2 separate regions of the Mus musculus genome follow, and region 1 is linked to region 2. Evidence: chromatin contacts called from public promoter capture Hi-C data. All regions are on one chromosome and are shown on one strand. Each heading gives the region's core, a stretch centred on a gene start, on an enhancer-like site or on the middle of the called end of the contact. The rest is flanking DNA. Distances are from core to core; before and after follow the strand shown. Region 1 holds the start of Zhx3 (zinc fingers and homeoboxes 3). Region 2 has its middle 11 kb from the start of Gm826.

Region 1 (6,368 bases), core at 1,569-4,068, 530 kb after region 2:
CTTTGGTATATCTGTGCACCACTGTTCTGCTGGTACCCACAGAAGTCAGTGGAAGGCATTGGACTCCTGGGGCTAGAGTTGCAGATAGTTGTCCATGTGTGTGCTGGAGATGGAACCTAGTCCTCTTTGGAAGAGCAGCCAGTGCTCTTAGCTGCTGAGCTGTCTCTCCAGTCCCTAAGATTGTCATTCTTTTCAAGATACTAAGGCTCACTTTGTAAAGTTCATCTAGATATATTAACAAGAGGAAAATTGCAGAGTTTACAAATGTGTTACTCCACCTCATGATATAGCTACTTAGAAGTCTACCAGCAATGTCACATGACTAGATGGACAACTAGCATCCATTGTTTACTCAGTGAGCAAATACTAAATACCTATAGTGGAGCAGGAACAGTTCTAAACCCTGAGGGTACTCAGTGAAACAAGGCCTCGAGCTGGTTAGATAGCAAAGGAGACAGACAATAAACCAACAAATAAATACTACCAAGTGGTGCTAAGTACAGCAGAGGGTGATGTGATCTTGTAGAGTTGTTGGGAAATCCTGAAGACCTAAAGTTAAGGAAACCCATCTTAACTTTACAGTATCTAGGCCAGCTGTGTACACAGAAGAAGCATAAATGCAGAGGTGCTGAGGCTGGAGTATGACTGAAGTTCTTAAAAAGCTGAGACTGATTTGGCCAGGTTGGAGACAGGCAGCGCAATAGGCCATAGAGAGGACTGCAGGAGAAGTTACTGGAGGGCTGCAAGCATACAACTCTTGAGACCTGGATTTCTTTTCTTCTTCTTCTTCTTTTTTTTAAAAGTTTTTAAAGGGAAAATAATTGCTCATAAAAGCAAGACATACCCCTCACAATCTATTTATAAATGGAAGGAAAAGTATACGATAAAACTCATATAGGCTGGTAGCACTTTGAGAGAGAGAAAAAAGAAAACACATATACTTGGGAGCAAAAGACTGAAAAAGATAAATGCCAAACTAGTTTACTAGTGTTTGTAAATTATGAGGATTTTTTCCCTTACGCGTTTGTTACTCAAATTTTCTGCCTTAAAAATAAATCAGAGACAGAAAAACAGAGATGCTCACCCATACACAAGTGCTCACACATGCTCATTCTCTCTCTCTCTCTCTCTCTCTCTCACACACACACACACACACACACCACACCACACCACACCCCGTACATCCCAATTTTGGACACAACTAGTCTGAAATCTCACTTCAACTGAGGGAAAAAACCATCATAGGGAACTTTTTCTTTTCCAAAAAAATTACCACACTTCCCACGCAATGTTTGCCTGTCATGAACCACTGCACAAATCAAGCATGGCCCAATGTATCAAGGTCACAAAACCAACTTGGTTAATATGTTTATCATTACACAGCAGCCCTGTCCCTTAAAGCTGCTTTGATACCATCTCTCCAAGGCACACACATACAAAGGCCCTTTTGCTCATTTCCTAAGTCTCTTTGATACATTCTTTGCTGTTTCTGGATTTTTCCACTGTATGTCTCTTAGAAGCAAATTAAGCCCGAAATCAGTTGTTCCAGCTAATGAAGTGTGCTTTTGGATCTTTTCTCCTCGGTTGAGAATTATCCGGCAAGCTACCAATTATTTTAGAACACATTTCTGTTAGTTTTGAAATATTGTGATGCTACGTTACCACAAACAAAAAAATAAATCAAGATAGCAACATACGAGACCATGTGTGTTTGTGTGTGTGTGTGTGTGTATGTATGTGTATATATATATATATATATATATATATATATATATATATATATATATATATGAAAAGTGCCGTACTCTTTTTTTTCATTAAAAAAATGTGTAGATGCCTCATGAATAAACATTTTAGGCTATCTAGATAAATATATGTGTTGGCATGACATCCAGAAAGGCAGAAAAGAGCATGCCTTCCCTTCTCTAACACCCCCACCCCCACCCGCGTCACATAACAGTTTCTCACAGGACACACTACCCTGGCAATCACTGTTCACAAATGCAAGCCACACAACTCAGAATGCCTCAAGCTCTCAGGTACTTTGCACCCTAAGCCCCACACCCCACCCACTCCCCAATCACTTCCAACAGGTTTCTCTGAATGAAAACCCCAAACTGGAGAGGCTTCCCAGGTCCCAAACTCTGCTCACACGCCCATCTGGATATCCCAGAACCCGGGTGTTTCCGCGTGGGCAAGGAGGATTCCACTGTACCCCGGAGTGGTTCGAGTCCCGACGCTCATTTCACCAGACGCACCGGTGCCAGCCGCTCGCCAGCCGCCCGCGGGATGCGGACACACGCACCCACGGCCAGGCCCCCCACCTCCGGCCCGCTTCGGCTCCTTCTGCAACTCTGTCCCGCGCGACCACCCAGACCCTGGACTCCCGGGCGTGGAGCCCACGGCGAGCGAGCGCGGCGCTGACAGATGGGGAAGGCGGGACATCGGGGGGAAGGGGCGGGGCCGCTCGGAGCGGGGGTGCTGGCGGCTGACAGGGCCGGGCGGGAGCCGGGCCTGGCGGGAAGGCGCTCGCAGACACACAGGGGCTGACAGGCGGGGAGACACACAGACGCCCGGGACTGACAGCTCTGGGGACGTTGGGCCTCGGCGGGCGCTCACCTGGCGGCGGCGGCGGCGGCACCCGTGGCCCCCGCTGCTCTCCCCACGCCGCGAGCCTCCCTCCTTCCTTGGTGGGCGGCCGGCCGGCACAGGCCCCGCGGAGGCGGCGGCGGCGGCGGTGGCGACGCCAGATCCACGGACTGCTTCTGGGGCGAAGACGAGCAGCACCAACTGACTCCCGGCCGCTCGGCCGAGCTCGGTGGCACTCGGAGGCGTTCGGCTCCGGTCGGCCCTCCTCGACTCGGCTGGGGGCGTGGCTCGACCCCACCCCCCACCCCCCGCCCGGGTCGCCTCAGGCGCTAGGAGGCGGGGCTTTGGGAACGGGCGCAAGCCCCTTGACGTCGCGGGGAGCGGACCTTACCCAGAGCGCATGCGCAGCTCGGCTGCGGGCCAGCGTTCTCTGTGTTGGGGGCCACGGGGGCAGGGGAGGCGGACAACTGAGCGGATGCTGAGGCCCTAAGCGGTTCCCGGCCTTTGTGCTCCGTATCCTGGTCTTTCTTGAGGGCCACCTAAGGAAGGCCACACGAGGTTAAACTTTCAAAAGGATGTAGTCTGGGCAAGGGTCCCAGACCCATGCGCCCTCTCTCCAGTGCAGTGTTTCCAAATTAGCCACATTTGGGAGTTGCTTTAACGCCACTAAGGGTTCACGGCAGGTTCTAGTATCTTGTTTACTCAGAGAAATAGCGGCCGAAACGAAGGCATGATCTCCGATTCTTTAACACTGTCTTAGGATAGTGGCGCTTTCAAACACCTGCTCCCTTCATGTACATTTTCACAGCTGCTGTTGGCCTGGAATTAAAAATCTTGGTTCCTGTTCCAGGCACCTTTTCACAACAGAACCTAAATCTGTGGCAAATATGTTTAGAAAGTGGTCCCCTACTGCTTCGGATCCAGATTGACAAATAGAGCTCTGAAGACTGAGCGGGTCCCAACCCCAAATTAGCTTATATCGAATATCAACTGGCCACAATTGCTCATCCACAAAAGGCAACAAAATGTTAGGATTATATAGAATGAGTGAGAAGATTAAATGGCAGTCTATATAAAGCTTCTTGCACGTTATCTTGGTGTTTAGCAAATGAGGCTGACTTTATTGCTGTGTATAAGATGGTCTACACCCATAATCTCACTGAAAGAGGCTGAAGCAGGAGGATTGCAAGTTTGGGATCAGCCTAGGCTACAAAGCAAGTTCCAAACCAGTCTGGACTACATAGTAAGAACCTGTCTCAAAGAGCAAAACAAAAAAAGCTGAATTTATCACAGTTAGTAAATGTATGTTTTAAGTGTGAGCAATGTGTCAAACTTAACATGTCCAGCATCAAACACTAGAACTTGTACCTTAACACACTGCATATGGTTATTACACAATCTTCCTCATTACATACAGTTCATGTCAAGCCCAGTTTTGTTTTGTTTTGTTTTGTTTTGTTTTGTTTTTAATGATCAGGCCAAAGGTCTCAGCCACCCTTCACTCCTCTCTTCCAATCATAGCCATCTTAATCCATTAGCCAGCCTGCCAGCCCCACCTTTAGACATCTGCATGCTGGGAATACTGCAATAGCATCTTCCCTACCTGCTCTCCTTCATTCCAGCCTGTAGTCAACACAGCAGTCACTGGGATCTTGTTAAAGCCTAAGCCAAAATAATGTTCCTGGGGGCTGGGGGGGAGGAGAGGAAGGAAGGGAAAACGATTAGAATGTAAAATAAATCATTTTTTTATAAAAAAAAACCCAATGGTTTCTATCTTGGGCACATTATTTTTTTAAAAAACAGCCTTTATTCCAGGGACCCCTAGATCACGTGCAATCTGTACCTTTTTTCTAACTAAGCGCATTTCCTTCTTCCTCTTGCCTCAGCCAGCCACACCAGCCTCCTTCCTGCCCCTGGAACATGAATGACTCTTGCACTTAGGATATGTTCTCCTGAGCATCGGGAAGATGTGTCTCACTTCACATTTCTATTCAAAAGGTATTTCCTTTGATGGATATCAAGTCCCACCCTCACCATGCCGTCTCCCTTTTCTGTGCTTTGCCTCTCTGCCTGGCCTGTATAACCTCTCCTATCTTTCATGTCCCTCAGGGCAGGAATGTTTGTTTTGCTTATTTTCAGCATCTGGAACATGGGCAGACATGTTCAAACACTCAATATTTCTTGAATGAATGAGTATATAAGATATGTTGTACTCCAATTTATTTTTATTTATTCAACCAATTTTCCAAGTACCTCGTCTCACCTAGGCACTCTGAGAGATGAAGACGTAAGCAAGACAGTCTCCCAGATGCCAAAGAGCTCCATATTTCAGAAGAGACAGACATGTCACGCTGCAGTTCTGGAGGAGAATATGCAAATGCCAACTGCTTTGGTAAACATAGCACAGAGGGTATAATTACCAGTATGGAGCAAGTAAGCTGGTGCTTACATGTAATCCCAGATACTCAGGAGGCTAAGGCAGAAGGACCACAAGTTTGAGCCAGCCTTGGCAACTTTAGCAAGACCTTATCTCAAGATAAAAATTAAAGGCAGAAGAGAGACTTGCTACTGGGGGCATACAGTGCTTGCCCTGGCATAGCCAAGCCCTGGAGTTCCATCTCCAGTACCAGTGGAGAGAACAAACATCCAAAGGGCCAAAGAAACAATGAAGGTGAGTGGGGGAAGGGCTCCCAATAACACTGGAAGCTGGAAGCTGAGCCTGGGGAGATGACTGGAAGTGAGTCTAGGCAGAGGCAGCAACCAGCACACACTTAGTGTCGGGAAGGATCTCAAGGAGGAGGGGAAGTTGTTGATGATATTTAATCAGAGGCAAATTATTTTCCTTCAACAGAAAAAGGACCCATGAGAGGACTCGGCAGGTTAGGCACTTGCTGCCAAGCCTGAAAATCCGAGTCTCATCCCCGGGACCCACATGGTAGAAAGAAAAAAACTGACTCCTGATAGCTCTCTGGTCCCGTAAATAAATAAATAAAATTTAAAAGTTTCTTTTAAAATGAAATGTCCTAGGAAGATGGCTTGGACAGTAAACCTCTTGAGAATAGAAGTTTGGATCCCCCAGACTTAAAAACCACTGGTGTGCTTGAAAAAAAAGTGGATTTGGGGCACATATACCCAAAGGACCCTAAAGACGCTTGCAGATACATGACTATATATAAATCTTTACCCTAGCAAGGAAAGGGAGCTAGCTAACTTAGATGCTCATCAACTGGCGAGTACATAATGTTGTAATATGCATAATGGAATTTTACTCTGCATAATGAAAATATGAAACTTTCAGGGAGACGGGTGACTGGAAAGTAAATTTTAGCAAGGTGACACAAATTCAGAAAGAAAAGGCCTCACAATCTCTCTCAGATATGGATCCTAGCTTGTAATATATATATTACATATGAATTAGAGTAAAGGTCTGAAGAGTTGGCTCAGCAGTTAGGAGCTAGTACCACTCTTGCAAAGGACTCACGTTCAGTTTCCAGCACCCATGTCAAGTAGATCACAACTGCCTGTAATTCCAGCTTCAGGAGATCTGGCACCCTCTTCTGACCTATTTAGGAACTACACCCATGTGAACAAACCCATTCACAGTCATGAACACGTAATTTAAAAATAAGGGTTGGAGAGATGGCTCAATGGTTAAGAGCATTGGTTGCTCTTCCAGAGAACCTGCCTTCAATTCTCAGCCCCCAACACGACAGCTCACAACCATCTGTAACACACTAGTTCTAGAGCATCCCGCACTCTTCCAAATCCCAAGGACACTC
Region 2 (6,487 bases), core at 3,014-5,513:
TTGTTTTTATAGTTTCTTTTAATTAGAGCTAACAAATGATTGTGCTTTGCCAAAGAACTACAAACAGAGCTTAATTAGCCAGAGCGGCTTTCACAAGACCCTCCGTCTGTCTGGGTCTTGTTTCCATCTTCTTTAAGATCATCTATCCCATAAACGGAGTGTGGGAAGTAGCCCTGGGAAGGCTTTGTATGTCTTTGTACATCTTTAAAACAAGGGTAAGGAGGAATGGCATAGTCAAAATACTGACTTCATGGCTGTTACGTATTAACACCTATCCATTAAGTCTGGTGCTCCCAACTAACCTGCAATGGGTGTTGTCATCCCATTGCAGAGATGAGAAAACTGAGGCTTCCTGAGCAAAAGGAACTTTTTCCAGGAGAGATACAGAGGGTGGGAAGAGGAGAATTCAAATACAAATCTTTCCAGCTCTAGTCTCCGTTGTTCATGAAGTTTTCAAGCCACATGGATTGTCTTTCTCAAATGGGTTTAAGTGAAGAAGGTAGAGGACATGACAAGAAGGAAACCCCAGGCAGCCTATTCAAAATGCCTGGGAAGCACTTCTGCCTTGGAAGAACATAGCTTTCTTCACCATGCAGAACCCACTGAGACCAAGAACTCCAAAAGAAAGCATCCACTGTACCAAGAACCTACCTCAGCAACCACAGAAACAAACCCTGAGAAAAAAAAACTAGGACCAGAGTATTGGTGACTGGCTTGTGGCAACATTGAGCTCCATCCTTAGATGCCTGTAAATGGACCTGCTCTGGGACACGTTATGGGGACCTTGGGTGTCTGGGTGTCCCATTCCCTCACTTGCAGCTAGGCCAGCACTCTGGCTCCTGTCCACAGCACACTCCCCACATATCTTCAGACTCCCAGCCCTGGGCCTCTTTAAGCCTATAATTACCCACAGTGCCCGACTTTATGGGTTCCTAAGAGGGAAGACCAGTAGCAAGAAGAAGTTCCTTGAAGGAGAACTGGCCCAACACACTCTCTTCCTTCCTGCCCAGAAGGAGCTTCTAGAGCATGCTCAGCTGAACCCAGCAAACGCCGTCTTGGCTTCTAAATCTTTCACAAACTTCCCTAGCCTCGAGTCTTCCGTGTCTGCCCAAGGTGCTAAGGTGAAGCACAGATTGTCCTCTGTAGCTCCTATGGTCAGCCTCAGCTTCACAATTTCACCCCACTCCACCACACTTGGATGCACTGAGTCTTCACGTTCCTCCGGACTAACTTCCCCTGAGCATCTGTCTCTCTGCTCTCCATCCCTGTCTCCCCTTCCACCGGCTGACTCCCACGCACTCTGAGGACTTACTTTAGATTCTTTTGAGGGTCGATTTTGCCCCCATCTCTGACTCACAGACCTTGTATGGTTAGTTTCACTTTTGACTTGACACAAGGTAGGGTCATTTGGGAAGAAGAAATCTGAATTAAGAAACTCTGCCTCTATAGGATTAACAGTGAGTCGTAGAGCATTTTCTTGATTGAACTTTGATGTGGGAGGACCAGCCCATTTTGGGCAGTGCTACCCCTGGGCAGGTGGTCCTGGGATATATAAGAAAACAAACTGAATGCACCAGGAGGAACAAGCCAGTAGGCAGCACTCCCCCCATAGCCTCTGCATCAGCTTTAGGTCCCTGCTCTGTTTGAGATCCTGCCCTGACTCCTTCAGTGATGGACTGTGATGCCGAACCATAAGCTAAAATAAGCCCCTTCCTCCCCAAGTTGCTTTTGATCATGGTGTTTTATCACAGTAATAGAAGCCTTAAGACAGACAGACAGACAGACAGACAGACAGACAGACAGACACACACACACACACACACACACACACACACACACACACACACACAGAGCAGTTTGCCGTCCATCTCTGAGTCCCTCCCCAGTCCCCCTGGCAGACTGTACAGAGAAGGGCCAAGTTCAGTGTACCAGCAAATTTCCCACTATGGGCAGCCAGAAGTCTGCTTTGCTGTGATTTGAGGCAGAGCATGCATCTGAGTCCCCTGGGTATAAATCCACTAGGCTGTCACTCACTAGCTGGGGGCCATTCCTGGTGACTATCAATCCTTAGCCTGTCATCAACACTGACAGTGTAGACTTAGGCAGTTGGAAGTGGGAGAATATATGAGGTCCAGGGAAGACAAAGAGGTCGTCCACATTGCCTACGTCTATCAGAGCCCAGAACACGGCACTACCATGGACTCTACCTGCATCTGTCCTGCCTTGTTTATAGCTATCTTCCCAGGGCCTCCCCTCATTCTTGCCACAGAGGAACATGTGGCTAACCAAATTGATATCCCACTTGGGGCAGTTCCCCCAGCCCATCAGTAGTCTGGGAACTCTACTCTTTTACTTCCAGCTGGGAAAAGATGGAAGAGGCAGAGAGTAGGGACACCTTTGCTCTCACCAGCGTTAGCCAGACATTCCAGGGGCCATCTTTCCCTGGAAGCGCCATACATAGATAATGAGAGCTGAATCAGTGTCAGAGGTCTGGATTCAAATCTCAGCTCCATCCACTACAGTATGGCCTTGGGCCAGTGGCACAACTTCAAATTTCAGATGAAAACATGATTAAAAGAAGCATGATCAGTACAATAGCTCCACTAGTGGAAGGAGTTAAAGGGACCTGATGGGTCGCAGACAGCTCTAACTGGCTAATATCACTCTGCAGGTCATTGGAAGCCATTGATCCATTTCCCAGTGCCGCTCAGCAAGCATAGATGCTCTTGACCCCATAATCAGCTTTCCCTCTATGATGTCAGGCAATGCCCTCCCATAGGATCTGGTTTTGAGACCCTACACAGGATCTTCAAAGTCTTTTTCCTTCCCTCTCCTGGAGGGAGTCTAATGTCCGAACTGAATGAGAACTCAACACCAAGACATTTGAGCCACACGGAACAGGATGTGCCTCACTAACCCCTTGGGACCCTTTGCTTCAGTGCAAACAGTTGGGGGCCGCATCAGTATTCTTGAGGTGATCACACCAGGAGGGGCTGGTCAACTCACTCTGTTTATCTGAGGTTCTGTGTCTGTCTGTAAAGTGGAATCAATGCAAGGACCTACCTCAAAAAGATACTGGTGTGATCAAATGAGATTATACATGAAAATGGTACAGTTCTTAAGCATTAGGTCACATTAGGAGGCAGCTAAGAGCTTGCTTCTGCCTTATTCGTGTGCTGATTCTTCCTGCGATCTTCTCAAGTCAGAAAGCTGTCAGATTTTAACTGAATCTGTATAAATAACTAAGAACAGATCAGGAGATCTGTGGCCCACCACACACTGCTCCAGAAGCATATTCGTCACCCAGCTGCCTCCCTCCACCTCCCTTGCCCCCTGGACACATATGCCCCCAGGACTGATAATAGGGTTCTCTCTGTGTCTCCGGGTCCTTAACTTAGCAACTAACGCAAGGACATAAACTGGATCCCTTTTGGTCGTGGCTGGCCTAAATCCAGGAAGACCGTTTGAGAGCCATTTATTCCGACTCTCCCTACATGGAGGAGCCTAGATGAGCACAATAGGAAGCCATCACTGGGCTCTCACCAGGCTGCAAGCTTCTCCAGTAGCTCACTAACTCACTACAGTATCAGGCCATCAATGGGTGAGTTTCAAGTGGGTCGGTCCAAGTGACTTGCCCAAGAGCCCATGGATACAGTCATAAAATTAGGATTTGAACCCTGGACTGTGAAACACCAAACCTCTTCCCTTTTTGCAAAGCTAATTGGAATGTTCGTAACAGAGGTGAAAAACTGAATGGGAAATAGGTTTGTTCATCCGGTTTTTTTTTTTTTTGAATGATCGTATGCCAACCTGATGCCAGAGATCTACCATGCATAAATTATCCATAGCAGTTTGACAAGAGTTTCCTTGAGATTTGGGGTCTGTGGTCCTTCTCCTTAAGCTGGAAACCTCAGATCACCAGAATACAGAAGTGAGGCTCCATTGCCATACGACCGACCTCCACGTTACAGCATAGAGCACTTGGAAGCATAAGCTGCCACTCAGAAACCCTAACCCCCCACTACCCTGAAACCACTTGAGGCCATGTGTGCTGCTTCAGATGATAATCCTGCAACCTCAGCCTTGAGCCACAACAGCCTGGATCCCAGACACGGGAGCAAAGAAGCGTCTTGAAGAGGATCCCCATTCCCAGAACTGTAGTCATCCCAGCTGAGCTGCTCAAATATTACAAAGCAGAAAGGAGCTGTCCCCTGGTGTCCTTCACTTGTCCCTGCCCTCAGAGTCTGTGAGCAAAGTGTAAGGGATGCTGTCTGACAACAGCAAGCTGTGGGAGGTGTGTTGGGCAGCGGCACCCACGTCACCAGGACACCTTCTTACGACACAGGCTCTTATTTCCCAATGCTTTGGACTTGACCGTGGAAATGCACATGGAGTCCAAAGTCAAAGCTCTCATGGACCATTGGAAAGTTCTCATTTGGCCCAGGTCATTGGCTGCAGAGTTGGTGAAGGCATGAACCATTGGCAGCCATTCGTCCTTCCTCAGGAGTTATTGTATTGCTGCTATATCTGTCTGTGCCTGTCCTAGTGCTAGGGACAGGGTGACAGGCAGGCTTTGCCCTTAGCATTTGGTCCTGCAGAACAGATGGACATCAGACCAAACATTTTAAGTGAAAAATGGAAACCCACACCTAAGGAGCAGCAAATTATACTCAGTACATGAGCAGGGTAGACCTAAGATGCTCTGAGTCTGTGTGCATCTGACATGGATGATAGCAGAGGCAGAAGACTGCCAGCAAAGAGAATAGCCTGGGAGAGGTTCAGTCAAGAGACCTGAGAGGTTTTCTAGGGCGTATCAGGTGGACAGTGTGACTAGAGAAAAGCCCCAGGGCAGGGGTGGGGCTGGAGGACCCTGGGAAGGAGCCGAGCATGTCCCACCATGTGACTTCCTCCAGCACAAAGTCCCAATCTGTGACCTGTGGACTTTTCTTCCCTCCTTCCCGAGAGCTGTGACCTGTGGGTCCCCTCTCGTTCCTGGAGCTCTTGGTGGCTTCCCCACTCTGATGCTCCCTTCTCTGTTTCTGGGCCACCACCCCTTGCCCAGTCATTACTATAACAGGACTTTCCCTTCTCACAAGACAGTAACACTTCCCAGATGCCTATACACTACTTGGATGGCCCCAGGATATTAAGTGAAAACCCAAGGTTATAATATGTTTGTGTTTGATCTTTTAAAAAAAAAAAAACCGAATTGCAATTGTCCTACTTAATTTTAAGCCATGTCCTTTTGGGAAGTCTCAAGCTTTAACATAAAGCACACCCACTGTTTTCTGAGGCTTGGCACTCCAAAGTTTTATGAAATTATTAATAATTTCAAACAGGCTATTTGAATTCTAACATAGCCTTCCACCTGCCCTTCAGAGACCTCCTCACTCTTTCTCTTATTGAGTTTAAGACCTGGGCCGTACTAGGTCATTTTTGTCCTAGAGTTCTGAGCCCCCCCATCTCATCGCTTCAAAGCTCCACATGAAACTGGGTAAAGTATGTCATGTCTGGGCCTCAGCCACCTTGGGTTAGATACTGAGCACTCTACCCTAAGGCTATGCTGTGTTTGGGGGATTCTGGAACTCCTCACTATGCTATAGCTGGCCCACACAGAAGGGAAGGCTGACCATGGGTAATAGAACAGCCTGTGCAGTCAAGCCAGGCCACATCTGACCACACCATATTGATGTACGTGCTGTGTGTGTGTGCACCTGTGCAAAAGAAAACAGACACAAAGACCCCCTCTACCAGCCTCAGTAGCAGCTGACAGTGACTTCCATCTCCCCTGTGTCTAAGGGAAGAGACCAGAAACCTCCCAAGGCCCCAGACGAAGATCATAGTTCACAGAAGAAGCTGAGGACAGGGCAAAGTCTAGCAAGCACCTAGCAAACACCTAGCAAGCACCTAGCAAGCACCAGGGGCCTCCCAGTACCTCATGACTTAATCGGCTCCCAAGGAAATCAGAGCAAAGGAATTCAAGGCTCTGGAAGGCAGTGGGCATGCCTACAGGGAATCTGTGAGAAGCAGGTGCCACTCTGCCTTTTCTCTCCATTTAATTCCCAGGGATTGGAACATAGAATCAGATGTACAGTAACACTCTGTTGAATATGTGATTAAGTGAATGAATGAATGAATGAATGAATAGTCAAAAAAAAAAAAACTGTATCCCAGATCTAATGACTCCAAAGTCTAGAAGGCCCTTGTTTTGCAGATATGTAAGGACTAGACCAAAGAGGGCTGGAGAAATGGCCCAACAGCTAAGAGCACTGGCTATTCTTCCAGAGGACCCACGTTCAATTCAAAGCACCTACATAAAAGCTCACAATTGCCTATAACTCCAGTTCCAGGGAATCCAGCATCTTCTTCTGGCCTCCATGGGTACCTGTATGCACAGGTACAACTCGTGCATGCATACACACACACACACACACACACACACACACACACACACACACACGAGCGTGTGCACACACACACACACACA

What was found. Promoter capture Hi-C pulls out the DNA fragments that hold promoters and counts their contacts.
Region 1: a promoter capture Hi-C map of liver shows a contact between it and region 2, with 2.4 times the contacts expected there. The contact joins the promoter of Zhx3 here to the enhancer-like site in region 2. A contact is called at or near these places in 11 of 39 promoter capture datasets (the 3T3-L1 cell line, 3T3-L1-derived adipocytes, the HPC-7 cell line and 6 more) and 1 of 9 other capture datasets (liver).

The regions. Positions count from the first base shown.
Region 1 is chr2:160,870,172-160,876,539 of GRCm38.p6, forward strand. It overlaps Zhx3 (zinc fingers and homeoboxes 3), which reads right to left and starts at 2,819. Exons shown (of 4, transcript NM_177263.3): 1 at 2,620-2,819. It overlaps Gm35129 (a long non-coding RNA gene), which reads left to right and starts at 2,827. Exons shown (of 3, transcript XR_866921.2): 1 at 2,827-5,260.
Region 2 is chr2:160,335,433-160,341,919 of GRCm38.p6, forward strand. It overlaps Gm46773 and a transcript of Gm826 not described here. Among named protein-coding and RNA genes, the nearest start is that of Gm826, 11 kb to the left of the region's middle. Within about 2 kb of position 4,264, at least 5 of the 459 cell types and tissues checked have an H3K27ac peak or open chromatin away from gene starts, as enhancers often do. A contact at or near this core is called in liver, where this site is marked.